Regions from separate parts of the Cricetulus griseus genome. Here region 1 is linked to region 2. The links are chromatin contacts, called in public Hi-C maps. All regions are on one chromosome and are shown on one strand. Each heading gives the region's core, a stretch centred on a gene start, on an enhancer-like site or on the middle of the called end of the contact. The rest is flanking DNA. Distances are from core to core; before and after follow the strand shown. Region 1 has its middle 14 kb from the start of Tex35. Region 2 holds the start of LOC100752419 (quinone oxidoreductase-like protein 2).

Region 1 (6,204 bases), core at 2,641-5,140, 330 kb after region 2:
AAGAGATGTATTGGAAGAATCTAGGAAGATGGCCTCCTCTGCTGTGGTGGAAAACACAACTCCCAACTGAACAGGCACAGGACTTATATAGGGCTTCTTAGAGGTGGAGTTTTTCCAGGGTGGAGATTTCAGGGTGGGAGTTGGTTGGATTTTAATCCCTGACCTTGGACAAGCTCGGAGATTGGCAGGATTTCATGCTCAGGGATTGGCTGGTTTCATGTTCAGGCATTGCTGGGTTTTCCTGCTTAGGGGTTGGTTGGTTTTTGTACTGAGCTTGTCAGTGTGTTTCTTTGCCTCTGTTTTCAGGGCCAAAGTATGTTTCTTTCACTGGCCCTTTTTTAACCTTTTGGCTCTTGTTTCAAGGCCAGGGTGTGTTTCTTTGTCTGGCCCTTTTACTCTACATACGCCACATAATATATATTCTAGAGCATCTATAATTAAGTAGAGTAACCAAACATGAGGCAAACAGGAAACAGATGGGCTAGCCCTGTCCATGATTCTATCTCCACCATTAACAGACTACTACAAATGGAATGACTTGAAGCAAGAAGAAATGTGTCTTGCTTTGCTAATGACAAAGTGTCAGAGGACTTACATTACTGCTGGAGGCTTTGTGGGAGAATCTGTCCTTGCCTTTCCCAGCCTCAATGGCTGCCTCCATTTCTTAGCCAGTGCCCGCCTCCCTCCCTCAAACCATCTACAGCTGGGTATGGTCTGTCTCAAGTTGTATCATGGCAACGTGTCTCACCTTTCCTTCCTTCGGCTTTCTCTAAGACTTTTGTGATTACATTGAGCCCACTTAGATAACCTAGAATGTTCTCATTATAGTCGGTGATTAGCCACATAATGTAACTGAAGACTAAAACTTGGGTGTCTTTGGAAAGGCATACTCTGCTTACCATTGTGTCATCTCAGACTCTACCCCTGCCAAACGACCAAGCCCACAAACATTTTTGGAATGATGTGATGTTATTTAGGGTGATGGTTTTCAATCAGGCCCACAAACTCCATCACTACCCTTTCACTAAAGGAATCTAATCATTCTCCCCTTGTGGGATAGATGTAGTAACTAATAACAGAACAAGGTAGAAACCATGCAGGTTACTTCGGAGATACAGTGGCTTCCTTCCACCTTGCTGCCTTGGGAAGCTAGCTGCCATGCTTTGAGGCCGCTGAAACTGTCCTTGGCAAGGGACTGAAGCCCCAAGAGCTATCTAACATACCATGTGAGAAGTAGGTCTCAGAGTGGGAATTTTGCTCAGTTGATTTATTAGACAACATGCAGAAAGGACACAGATCCTCAGTGCTGCATAAAACTGCCCCAGTCTGCCACTCCAATCTCTTTTAGAAGGGCACTAACTCCATTCACAAGGGCTCTGCCTTTAGCCAGGTTGTTATTGCCAGCAGACAGTCATTGGAGAGCTAATTGCCTCCAAAGGCATCGCCTGCGCATTTTAGAGGCAGATGACCGACGATCTAAACTACCAAATCTCCCTCCTCTTACACCATGGACAACCTTTGGACTCTAACCCATGGCCTGTACTGTTTTCTAGGGACCTACTTCTCTTCTTTCTTGGGATATTGAGGGTTGAAATAAGTGTGTTTTTCTCAAGCCTGAGGCCCCAGACTTGGCACACTACTCATGTAGTCCTTGATCAGCAATCAGCCTTCAAGCCTCTGAAGATGAAATGGTTCTGGTCTAAAGTCTACATTCATTAATGACAGAAAAGGAAACCCGCCTGGAACACAACAAAAAGGCCCTGTGACCCTAAAATACAACCCCTCACCCTGGTCCTGTTGTTCCTTTAAAAAATAAAAACAAAACCTTCCCCTCTGAATCAAGTGTCTATAATATAATTTGGTTAATTAAAAATGTTTCCCCACTTTTCTGCTTCTTAGCATTCTGCTAGCTCATTATTCCTAGCATGGTTGAGATGAGAATGTAAATTTGTTTGAGAGGAACCAATGTTAACTTTACTAGAAAGAAGTATGAACTTGAACCATGATTCTCAAATCACAGTCTCTGACAGGTGACCCTAAGTCTCAGGATTCAAGCTGTGACCTGCCCCCAAGGCTCTATCTACCTGTCTCTTTGGGACCTCCTTGTCCTGCCACACTCCACACAGCCACCAATAAATTTCCCCACCTGTGCCCCCAAATCTCTTCTTGACCCAAAGTCACAACAGAGGTCATTGTCCCTGCTTGGTTTTCTGACAGCCAGAGCACAGGGGGATCCCTAGCCCAACGCTGGACCTTAGTCCCCAGCAGGATTCCCTTTAGCCCATCTGTCTGCCTGTCAACTTGGTGCCCTGGATGAGCCATCCAGGAGACCTGGAGTGTAAGAGAGTGCCGAGTCCCCCTGAGCAGCTGGCCTGGCACTCCTGTCAGAGCTCTATGGGTTAGTTTGAGGATCCCTGAGAAGATGAATAAAGTGCAAAGCCCAAAGCAATCGAGGGAGGAAGCTGTCTTTCCTCTGTATCATCCCATTTGTTTGTTTGTTGTCTCCATAACTGACTGAGACTGCACATACAACTTTGCTGAGGATCAAAACCAGGCTTTCACATATAAGAAAATGTTTTTCTGCTCTTCCAGAGGACCTGAGCTCAATTCCCAGGACCCACATGGAAGCTCACAATTATCTATAACTCCAGTTCCAGGGGAATCTGACACCTTCACACCAAGGCACATAAATTTTAAAAACTTAAAAGAACAAAGTGTTCTTCCACTGAACAACATTCCAAGCCCCATGTTCTACCTCTGGCAGCTCCAAACACTTTCCTAGAAGAGTTTAAAGTGAGTGAAGACAGAAACTATACAAAATTCATTGATTTCCCTCCACTTCTGCTACATTGACATTGTGGACAAATGTATGCATTTACAAAGATATTGCTACCACTTAGTCTTTTAGGCTTGGCATTTTCTGTCTTTCTCATAGCAAACAAGCAACCAAGTTCCATGGGACTCCCCCTACCCCTGTTTTGGTTTTGATTTTTGTTTTGTTTTTTGGTTTTTGGTTTTTTTTTGTTTGTTTGTTTTGTTTTTTTTGTTTTTTTTGGTTTTTTTTGTTTTGTTTTGTTTTGTTTTTTCAAGACAGGGTTTCTCTGTGTAGCTTTGGAGCCTATCCTGGCACTCGCTCTGGAGACCAGGCTGGCCTCGAACTCACAGAGATCCGCCTGCCTCTGCCTCCCGAGTGCTGGGATTAAAGGCATGCACCACCAACGCCCGGCCTGTTTTGGTTTTGAGATAGGGCCTTATGTACTGCTCTGTGCAGCCAGGGTCTTGGGGGACATCTCTCCAGCCTACTTCCTGCTTCCCTGTGCTCCACACCCTTGCTCTCCTGGACAAGCCTAGGACCCAGATGATGGACAGGTGAATATTGAGGCCGGTTGTCCAGTTGGGTTTCTTTCCCTAGGAATTTGGAGTAGGATACAGTTGACTCAGTTGGCCTGCAGAGATGAGAGCTGGGAACTCAATTAAAACAAAGCAAAAGGAACAAGCAAAAGCTGCTGTAAGGATGGAGTGTGGCCCAGCACTGCCTTTCCTGCACTCAAAGGCCTTCAATGCACAGTCTCACCTTCCAAACACCTTGCCTAATCACAGCTATGTCAGGGTTGCAACAAAATGAACTCTGGTCTGCTTTAATGTGGGAGAATAAACAAATGATCTATGGCTGTTTGGGGAAGCAAGGCTGGCTGTGTGTGAAACAACATGAAAACGCAAGCATGGTATGGAGAATGGCCACTGGCTTGCAGAAGATAAGGAGGGGTCCCTTATGACAGCATCTTTTGCCTATAACCTCAGTGACAATGATAACAGAGAAGGAACAACTGGCTCACCGAGCCCACCCACAGACAACAGGTGCTGTTGCTGGAGGCCCTGACTCAGGCATCACTTAGGGTGAGTCATTTGGGAGCAGTTAGGGAGAGGAGGGCTGGGCATCCAGGGGGAAGAGGCCAAATGTGTCATCTGTTCTCCATCACTGCTACAGACTTGACACAGTACCTGCCCGGAACCCCTCTTGTGTCACAATGTGGGAAAGGAGGGGCTTAGACACCCACCACCACATTCTCAGCCTAGACCAACCCCTCTCGGTCCCAACAGGGCTGACTGCACTCCATTTCAGTGAATATGGGGACCCCAACTATCTGTCTAAGAGTTTCCCCAACTGGCCTCAGGAGTTCCTTCCCTAAAGCCTCCAGCAGCCCACCCCAATATTTCAAAGACCAAAGATGATTTAATACACTTAAGCCAATAAATGTTGTTCAACCACTATGTAATGCAAGACAAAAGTTAGATGGTAATCTGAATAGATGTAGAAAAAGCAGTTGTCAAAATTCAACATCTTTTATGCAAAAAAAAAAAGCTCTGAGCAATATAACTCAATATAACAATTAGGCAATGTATAACTCCACAGCCACAGCCAATGTCACAACCAATAGGGAAATGTTAACACTTCTCTTTTGAGAGGAGGAGCAAACCAAGAATACTTATCCTCACTGTTGTGTCAGAAGTTTTACACAAAGCAATTGGACAAATAAAGACATCCAAATAGAAAAGTATCTCTGTTGCAATCAGATTTTAAAAGTGGTGAGCACAGTGTTGCTGGTTGTGGGTGTTAACTGAGCAGAGATGAGCAACTCTGGGAGAGTTTCTAATACAGTCTTTCTGAGGGCAATTTTAGAATATCACATGCAGTAAAAGATATCAAAAATTAAAATATGTGTTAAGATTTAACTAGAAGGCTCCCCAGAGTTAGTTATATATTTAAAAGTTGAAAACAGGGAGGGAGAGGGAGAAGGAATTGACATGTGAAGCAAGCTTGTTCCTAATTTGGACTAATAAAAAAAAATTTAAAAAGTTGAAAACAATGTAAGAGGACACCAGTTTGCTAAATTATGGCATGATCACAGACTGGAATGCTCTACTGATATTAAAAATTATATATTGTTAGCCAGGAGTGGTGGTGCATGTCTTTAATCCCAGAACTTGGGAGGCAGAGGCAGGTGAATCTCTGAGTTCGAGGCCAGCCTGGTCTACAGAGCAAGTTCTAGGACAGTTAGAGATACACAGAGAAATCCTGTCTTGAAAAACATGTGTGTGTGTGTGTGTGTGTATGTGTGTGTGTGTGTGTGTGTGTGTGTGTTATGTTTAATGAGGCAAGAAGTAGAAAGGAGAGGCAGGCAGATCTTTGTGTGACTTTAGGGCCAGCCTGGTCTACATAGTGAATTCCTGCCAGACAGGGCTACATAGTAAGATCCTGTTTCATATATATAAGATTATATATATGATTAATGATATAGTATTAAGCTATTAGCATATGGGCCCCAGGAGCTGGAGAGACAGTTCAGCAGTTAAGAGCACTTATTGTTCTTGTAGAGGACCCAGATTCAATTCCCAGAACCCACATCGAGGCTGGCAATCACCTGTAACTCCAGCTTCAGGGGATCTGATCTCTTCTGACCTCCTCAGGCACCAGGCACACATGTGATGCATATGTGTACACAGAGGCAAAACACTCACATACATAAAAGTCTTTTTTTAAAAAAAGATGGCTCTCAGGCTGGAGAGATGGCTCAGCAGTTAAGAGCACTGACTGTTCTTCCAGAGGTCTTGAGTTCAATTCCCTGCAGTCACGTGGTGGCTCACAACCACCTTGAATGAGATCTGGTGCCCTCTGCTGGCGTGCAGGCAGAAGACTGTATACAAAATAAATAAATAAAATCTTTTTTAAAAAAATATGGCCCTCTGGTGTTAAAACCCATGTTTGTATGATGCTGGTCACAGTGGCATCTTCCCATGGCTTCAGCCAGCTTCCTCTCTCCCTGGGGTCAGAGAGACATCTGACATCTAGTCACAACCAGCTGGAGTTGTCCTTTCCCATGTTGTTAGCTCAGGGCACCCTTCAGCTCAGAACTTCCCAGTGTTTCCTTCTCTTAGAGAAAAACCTGAAGCCTCCATGCACCGGTCTCCATCTTCACCACTCCCAGCCCCGGGCTGCTTTTGCCTTTTCAGCTCTAGCCACACTGGTCTCCTAGCATTTCTTCAAATGTACCATGCACACACTTCCTTCAGGCCCTTCTCTCTCCTCCACTGCCACAGAGCTCTCTGGGGGGGGGGGGGATTACCTTGTTCTTGTATGTAAATAGTAGTTCTCACTCCCAGAATTCCTTGCTTTCCTTGCCTCCTCAGGCCTTATCCGCTGGC
Region 2 (6,748 bases), core at 3,304-5,803:
GGGTTTTTTTTGGTTATTTGTCTGAGACAGAGTTTCTCTGTGTAGCCCTGGTTATCCTGGAACTCCCTCTGTAGACCAGGCTGCCCTCGAACTCACCGAGATATGTCTCCCAAATGCTGGGACTAGAGGCATGCACCACCACTGCCCCACCACCTCTGAAATTTCTGAACCTAATAGCTATGCATTTCCTACTTGCTCTGCCAGGGGAATAACTTCATTGTGACACCTTCCTCTAGTCTATTCTTTCAGCAAATACAAACAGAAGGAAACGGTTCCTGGTAGTATTAAGACAGAATACCAAAAACCCCAAACACAACAGCTGTGTGGCAATCATGGAATCACTATAATCTTTATATTTATCTGTATATAATATGCATGTACTCCAAACACACTAAGCTCTACTTAGATCTCCTTAAATAAACTTCAACAACAAAAACCAGTTATGTATCTATGTATTAAAGATCTAAAAGTAACCAGACAGAGAGAGCGTAATGGAAATCAGACAGTGGGCTGCTAAGACACAACTAAATTTTTCCTTCCTCTTCTTACTTTGGAACCTTCAGCACTGAGCTCCTTTGGGCTTGGGGTGATGAGGGTACAGGTCTTAGATGCAAGCATGTTTGTGATCCTTCAGTGAAAAAATAAAACTGAGGCAACACCAAGAAGGCAAAGGAATGAGCAGGGTTAACAATAGAATTCTGGTGAACACAACAATGTGTAAACAATTGCCCATTTGTTCAGTTTAAAGCAGTTAGTGAATGCCCTTAGTTAGCTGCCGCTGTCAACTTGACACATCCCAGAAGTATCTGAGGGAGTCTTAATTAGGGGATTGCCCCAGTCAGATTTGCCTGTGGGCCTGTCTGTAGGGCATTTTCTTGATTGCTAATTGAAGCAGAAGGGTCCAGACCACTGTGAATGGTACCATCTCTGGGCAGATGAGTCTGGGCAATATAAAAAGGATAGCCCAACATGTGCCTGTGAGCAAGCAGCATTCCTCCATGGTTTCTGCTTCACTTCCTGCCCTGACTTCCCTCAGTGATGGAAGTGGAAGCCAAATAACCCTTTCCTCACCAAGTTGATTTTGGTCAGTGTTTATCACAGCAACAGAGAATCTAACTAGACCACCGAGTGTCATCTATAAGCCAGGGCAATGCTAAGCTGGGAATACAATATTGAGTACAATAGGCCTGCAAGGGGAGGGTCATGAGGTAGTGACTCTAACAGTGATGGTGGCATATATAACAGAAACCTCACTGGTCAAGCCTGGCAGAGGATGGGGAGTAGCGTCTAAGAAGATGCATGTGGCTCTGAAAACCTTCAAAATCTTTTCCTGAAGTAGTCGCTTCAGGAGTATCCCCCATACTCACCAGGTATAAAGGGAAGAGGGGGTTTTTCCTGATACTGACCATTACAGACCAGAATATCAGCAAAGTTGACACCACAAAAGTGAACATCAACTCTGACCTGCAAAGGAAGCACAGAAGAACAAAATGGAGACAGAGTTCTTCGATAATAATTAATTAAAAAAGGGTTACCCAATGAATGACAACCATATGCCAGGTACTGAACAAGGAGTCAGAGTATCTTAAGGCAAAATGGACAAAGTTTCAGCCTCTGTGGACCTGCAAGTATAGAAGAGAAGGCACCAACTAAATAATAATGAAGCTAATGAAGCCGAATGTGCTTCTGCTGTTCAGTCAGAATCACAATCAAACTTGAAATCTTCCCGGATTATAAACCTGAACCACCATACCTGGCTCATATGTGTTGCTTTATAGTTCAACATACAGTATTAAAGATAGGAGAAAGCACATAATGAGGTCATGTGACCCTTTTGAAGAACATCAAGAAAAACTAGGGATGTAGTTCTTGAGCTACTAAAAGCAAAGAGTTAATGATTCAGACTAGGAGGTGAAAGCTTGGCACAGATAAAAGCAATGTCATGTGCAAAAGCCCTGTAACAGAGACAAAAGAAAAACCAGTGAGCCTAGAACATAAAGAGGAGAAAGAGACAAGGGAGCAAGAGAGTGAGAACACAAGACTACACCAAGATTTTAGGGATGAACTTAGGACTTCGAACTTCATACTAGATATAACAGGATGCCACTGAGGGTCTAAGTATAGACAACTATGGTAGGAACATGAGGAGGACATCCTAGAGTCCTGTCTTCTATGCTCTTGGCAAAGCCATCACTGAGGCAGAACTGCAACCACATGGCCAGTAGTATCTCTAAACCAATGGTTCTCAACGTTCTAATGCTGTGACCCTTTAATGCAGTTCCTCATGTTGTGATAACCCCCAACCACAGAACTGTTTCATTGCTACTACATAACTGTAATTTTGCTACTGTTATGAATTGTAATGTAAATATATGATATGCAGAATATCTGATATGTGACCCCTGTGAAAAGGTAGTTCGATGCCCAAAGGGATCTCAACTCACACGTTGAGAACCACTGCCCTAGACCTTTAGAGGAGCCAGTGAGTCTCAAAAAGTGGTTAGTGCTGACCATCCTTGGCATCCCCTGGGAATTTCTTAGAAACTCAAACTTCATCAGGTTTCTGCCTTTAATGACAGCATGGAGAAGACAAAGCGAGGCAGATCTCTGTGAATTCTAGGCCAGCCTGATCTCAACTCATAGTGAGTTCCAGACTAGCCAGAGATACATAGTGAGACTCTGTCTTAAAAAAAGAAAAAGAAAGAAAGAAAGAAAGAAAGAAAGAAAGAAAGAAAGAAAGAAAGAAAGAAAGAAAGAAAGGAAGAAAGAAAGAGACTTCAAACTTTCGGGCCACACCCCATGCTGAATCAGACACATGAAGTCAAGGCTCAGCAATCTGTCTGAACAGGCCCAGATGACTCTGGTGCTCACCGGAGAACACATGCCAGCAGGGTTTGGAATCCCTGAAGATGCCAGTCCCAATTCCAAACGAATGATATATACTTGTTTAAATGCATCATAGAGGTGGCAGGGTGGTTAGAAGCCATTTTTCATCTACAAAAATCATCCATTTTTTAATTCTTTTTTGTTTTCCAGAGACAGAGTTTCTCTGCACAGCCTTGGCTGTCCTGGAATTTATTCATTAGACCAGGCTGAACTCCAACTCACAGAGCTCCGCCTGCCTCTGCCTCCCAAGTGTGCCAACACTGCCCACAGCATTTCTCAATTCTTTAGGCAGGTGCCACATGCCAGGGTCTATTCCAAACTGGAGGGAGTTAATGGTGAATGAAGACAGCTCTCACAAGCTAACTCCTTACAAAACAAAACAGCTCCTGCCCAGCCCTCTTAGCCTTGAAAAACCGGAGTAGTGGTTATTGACCAGTGGACAGCACTCACATGTCCTCAAGGCACTCCATTTTGGTTTTAAGAATAATTTAGCCAAGAATGGTAAAGCATTTCTGCATTCTGGAGGCTGATGCAAGAAGATCACCAGTTCAAGGTCAGCCTGGATTACATGGTGTGTTAAAAAAAAAAGCACCGATTCCCTCAGAAAGGAATGATTCAAGATGAGCTCTGGGCACATGAATCCGGAGAAGCAGAGTGGCCGCTATCACATGTTCTTCCAAATAATCCATTTTAACCACAAGCTCCATTCTGGTGACCTTTAGGGCTGCAGCTGCATTTCTGTCTCCCATCAGCGATTCCTAACGTGAAGACGTTTGCCTACTCCACCCTGTTTCAAGTTCTGCATTCTGCACTATGTATTTGTCACATACTGTCACCATAGTGGTCACTAAGCAAAGCCAAGGTGACTTTCACATATCTGGGTAAGAGCCACAACAGGGAAAGAATCCCATTCCAAATTACTGTAGGACGTCAGAGGGGCCCAGGCATGTATTCACTGAGACAGATAGGGGTTTGGGAGAGAAGGGCGGGCGGATAATTTGACGCTGACACTGAAGAGGGGCTAAGCAAAGCATAAGGGTCCTTTATCTGTATTGTTATGTAAAGTCGTGTGTAAATCAGATGCTGTTTCTAAGGCAACTGCTCTGGAGCTTTAGAAAGGGGGCCTATACTTGAGTTCTGGGAGACGGCTTCCTTGACACTTCTGGCCTTTCTGTGAACCTTGAAAGGGCTTGACCCTCCAGCCCAGAGTGAGTGCGCTCCAGCCTCCGGGTCACCCCCTATGCTTGGGAACTAGAATCTTGACTGCGGCGGGATGCCATTCTAGTGCGTGGCCGAGATAGACGGAGGTTTTGAACCATACGTGGAGGCATCCGGAGGTCAGGCCTGTCACCCTACCTCGTGTGGCCCGAGAGGGGAGGAAGCCATCTCTTCAATGATCAGGGGATGTTTCAACTCGGCGCAGAGTGCGGCGCGGTAGTGCCGGCCCTGGCTCTGCGCGGCTCGCCTGCAACGAAGGAAAAGGGGATTGGTTTTCTCTGGCGTATCCAGGGGCCGGTACTGGGGGGTTCTGGGGAAGAGTCGGGCTTGCACCTGCACAGCCATGCCAGAGGGAGGTGCCGTGCACACAGCCGCGCCGCCATGACCAGCAGAATGTCGCGAGGGGCGTGGCCAGCTCGTGGCAGGAAGAGCCCGTGGGGAGAGCGGAAAGGCGTCCGAAGACGCGCCCCGGGCGACCCGCCGACCCAGCGGGCGGAGCTCAGATGTCCCAGCCAGGGGCTGTTAGCCCCACCTTGCTCCTAAGGCTAGAACACGGGGCGCACAGCCCTGAAGCCCGGACTCGGTGCTGGAGAGCAAATAGGGAGCATAAAGAAAAATGACTCGATTACCCCAGGTTAACCTTTTTGTTGAGAGAGGGTCTCACGATGTAGCTCTCGCTGGCCTGGAACTCACAGTTTTGAGCAGGCTGGCCTAGAACATGTGATCTTCCTGCCTGTTTCCTGGGTGCTGGGACTACAGCTGCATGTGCCTGGGAGACTGTTAAATTCGTTTTTGGCCCCTGACCATGTTGGCGCAAGCCTTTAATCCCAGCACTCTGAATTGGAGGCCAGCCTGGTCTATACAGTGAGTTCCAGGACAGCCAGGACTCCACAGAGAAACCTTGTCTTGAGAAACAAAACAACAAAATCCGTTTGAGTGACATTTCAGCAGTAGTTCTGGGTTCTTTGTAAGGAAGAAGTTCTAAATGCATAGGTGAGTCCTTTGATGTCTGCATTCGAACACCTTGCTAGTGTCCCTGCTACTAATTTTCTCACACCGGATTAATTATGATAAAACTATACCGTTACTAATGATCTGGTGTTAGCTGAAACTAAGCAAATCCAAAGAGAATGTCCAATTAGAGACAAGCCAGCTGGGCACACTCCTGTAATCCCAGGACCCAGGAGACAGAGGCAAGAAAACCAAACATAATGAGACCCTGTCTCAAGTAAAAATAAAAATAAGCTTACATGGTGGCAAACGCTTTTAATCCCATCACTCAGAAGACAGAGATAGGTGAATCTCTATAAATTTGAGGCCAGCCTGGTCTGCATAGCCAAGGCTACATAGCTGAATTGTGTCTCAAAATACTAACTAATGAAGAAGGCCAAAACTTAATGGTTTTCATGTACCAAAGGCCTGTCTATATTAGGTTTAACATTTAGTAAATGTGATTTAGTGACCACATAATCCCTAGGTGCATAGGTACACCCTGGAAGAACTAAAAGCAGCATTATTGTATATGTGAGATTGTATATAAAACTAGTTAGGAGTTGGCAAGATGGCCGAATGGGTAAAGGTGCTCATTAAAAGCTTGACAGATGAATTCAATCCCCAGAACCCACATGGTGGAAGGAGAGAACTTACACCCAAAAATTGTCCTCTGAACTCCAAAGGCTGGCCTTAATGATATAAGTATACACACACACAATAAATGGTATGTATATTAATAATTTTATTTGATGTTATCATTAAATATATAATCAAATAAATTGTTGCATTACATATAAAATATATATTACATATTAAAAATAAACTGGTCATATGTACTTACAACAGCAACCAAATATATGCCAGCAATAGATGAGAGGTATGTGATATTCTGGGGAGATTGTATCATTGGATAAATAGCATTTAATGACAGCACAGTGTTTTATGAAACCCTGTAGTAACAACTCTTTGACCACCTCCTTAATGGTTTTCACCCTCAATTAACTCTTCCATAAAAAGAAGGCATTGAACATGAATGGACAGCAGTTAAATGAAGGGAAACTGTAAAGCAAAAGTTTTACAGAGCCGGGCAGAGGTGTTGAACGCCTTTAGTCCCAGCACTTGTGAGGCAGAGGCAGGCAGACCTCTGTGAGTTCAAGCCCAGCCTGGTTTACAAAGTGAGTTCTAGAACAGCCAGTGCTACACAGAAAATCCCTGTCTCAACCTCCCCCCACACACACACAAATAAAAGCAAAAATGAAGTAAGAATGCATTTCTGAAATTATGCTCTAAAGGCTTTGATGGTTGAGGAACCCAATACCAAATAACCACTTCAGGTGTACAGTAGAGGACACTGTCATTATAATAGCATCCACTGGGAATTTTTAGCTTCACACACAACAGAATGTCTAGAATGTGAAAAGATTTTTTAAAAACCTGTGTTTCCAACAAGGCAGACATGAAAGCACTCTGTAAACTGCTAATCATTACGAATATTGATGGAACCAGGAGCAGGAGCTGGAGCTCAGTGCCGCAGTGCTTGCCTAGCATGCTGGGTTCAATCCTCAGCAACTTTAAAAAAGAAAGAACCCAGATTTATGGAGAAATACAATGTCACTACCAAATGGCCATTCTTAGGTTAGTAGTATAGAGC

The links. A called contact is a pair of places that touch in the nucleus more often than the background predicts.
Region 1: a Hi-C map of the CHO-K1 cell line shows a contact between it and region 2, with 2.6 times the contacts expected there. The contact joins the enhancer-like site here to the promoter of LOC100752419 in region 2. A contact is called at or near these places in 2 of 8 Hi-C or Micro-C datasets (the CHO-K1 cell line and fibroblasts).

Annotation. Positions count from the first base shown.
Region 1 is chr5:34,774,046-34,780,249 of CriGri-PICRH-1.0, forward strand. No RefSeq gene overlaps it. Among named protein-coding and RNA genes, the nearest start is that of Tex35, 14 kb to the left of the region's middle. Within about 2 kb of position 3,891, at least 1 of the 6 cell types and tissues checked has open chromatin away from gene starts, as enhancers often do. A contact at or near this core is called in the CHO-K1 cell line, where this site is marked.
Region 2 is chr5:34,446,620-34,453,367 of CriGri-PICRH-1.0, forward strand. It overlaps LOC100752419 (quinone oxidoreductase-like protein 2), which reads right to left and starts at 4,554. Exons shown (of 10, transcript XM_027417285.2): 1 at 4,438-4,554; 2 at 4,243-4,351; 3 at 1,368-1,464. The coding sequence starts at 4,487.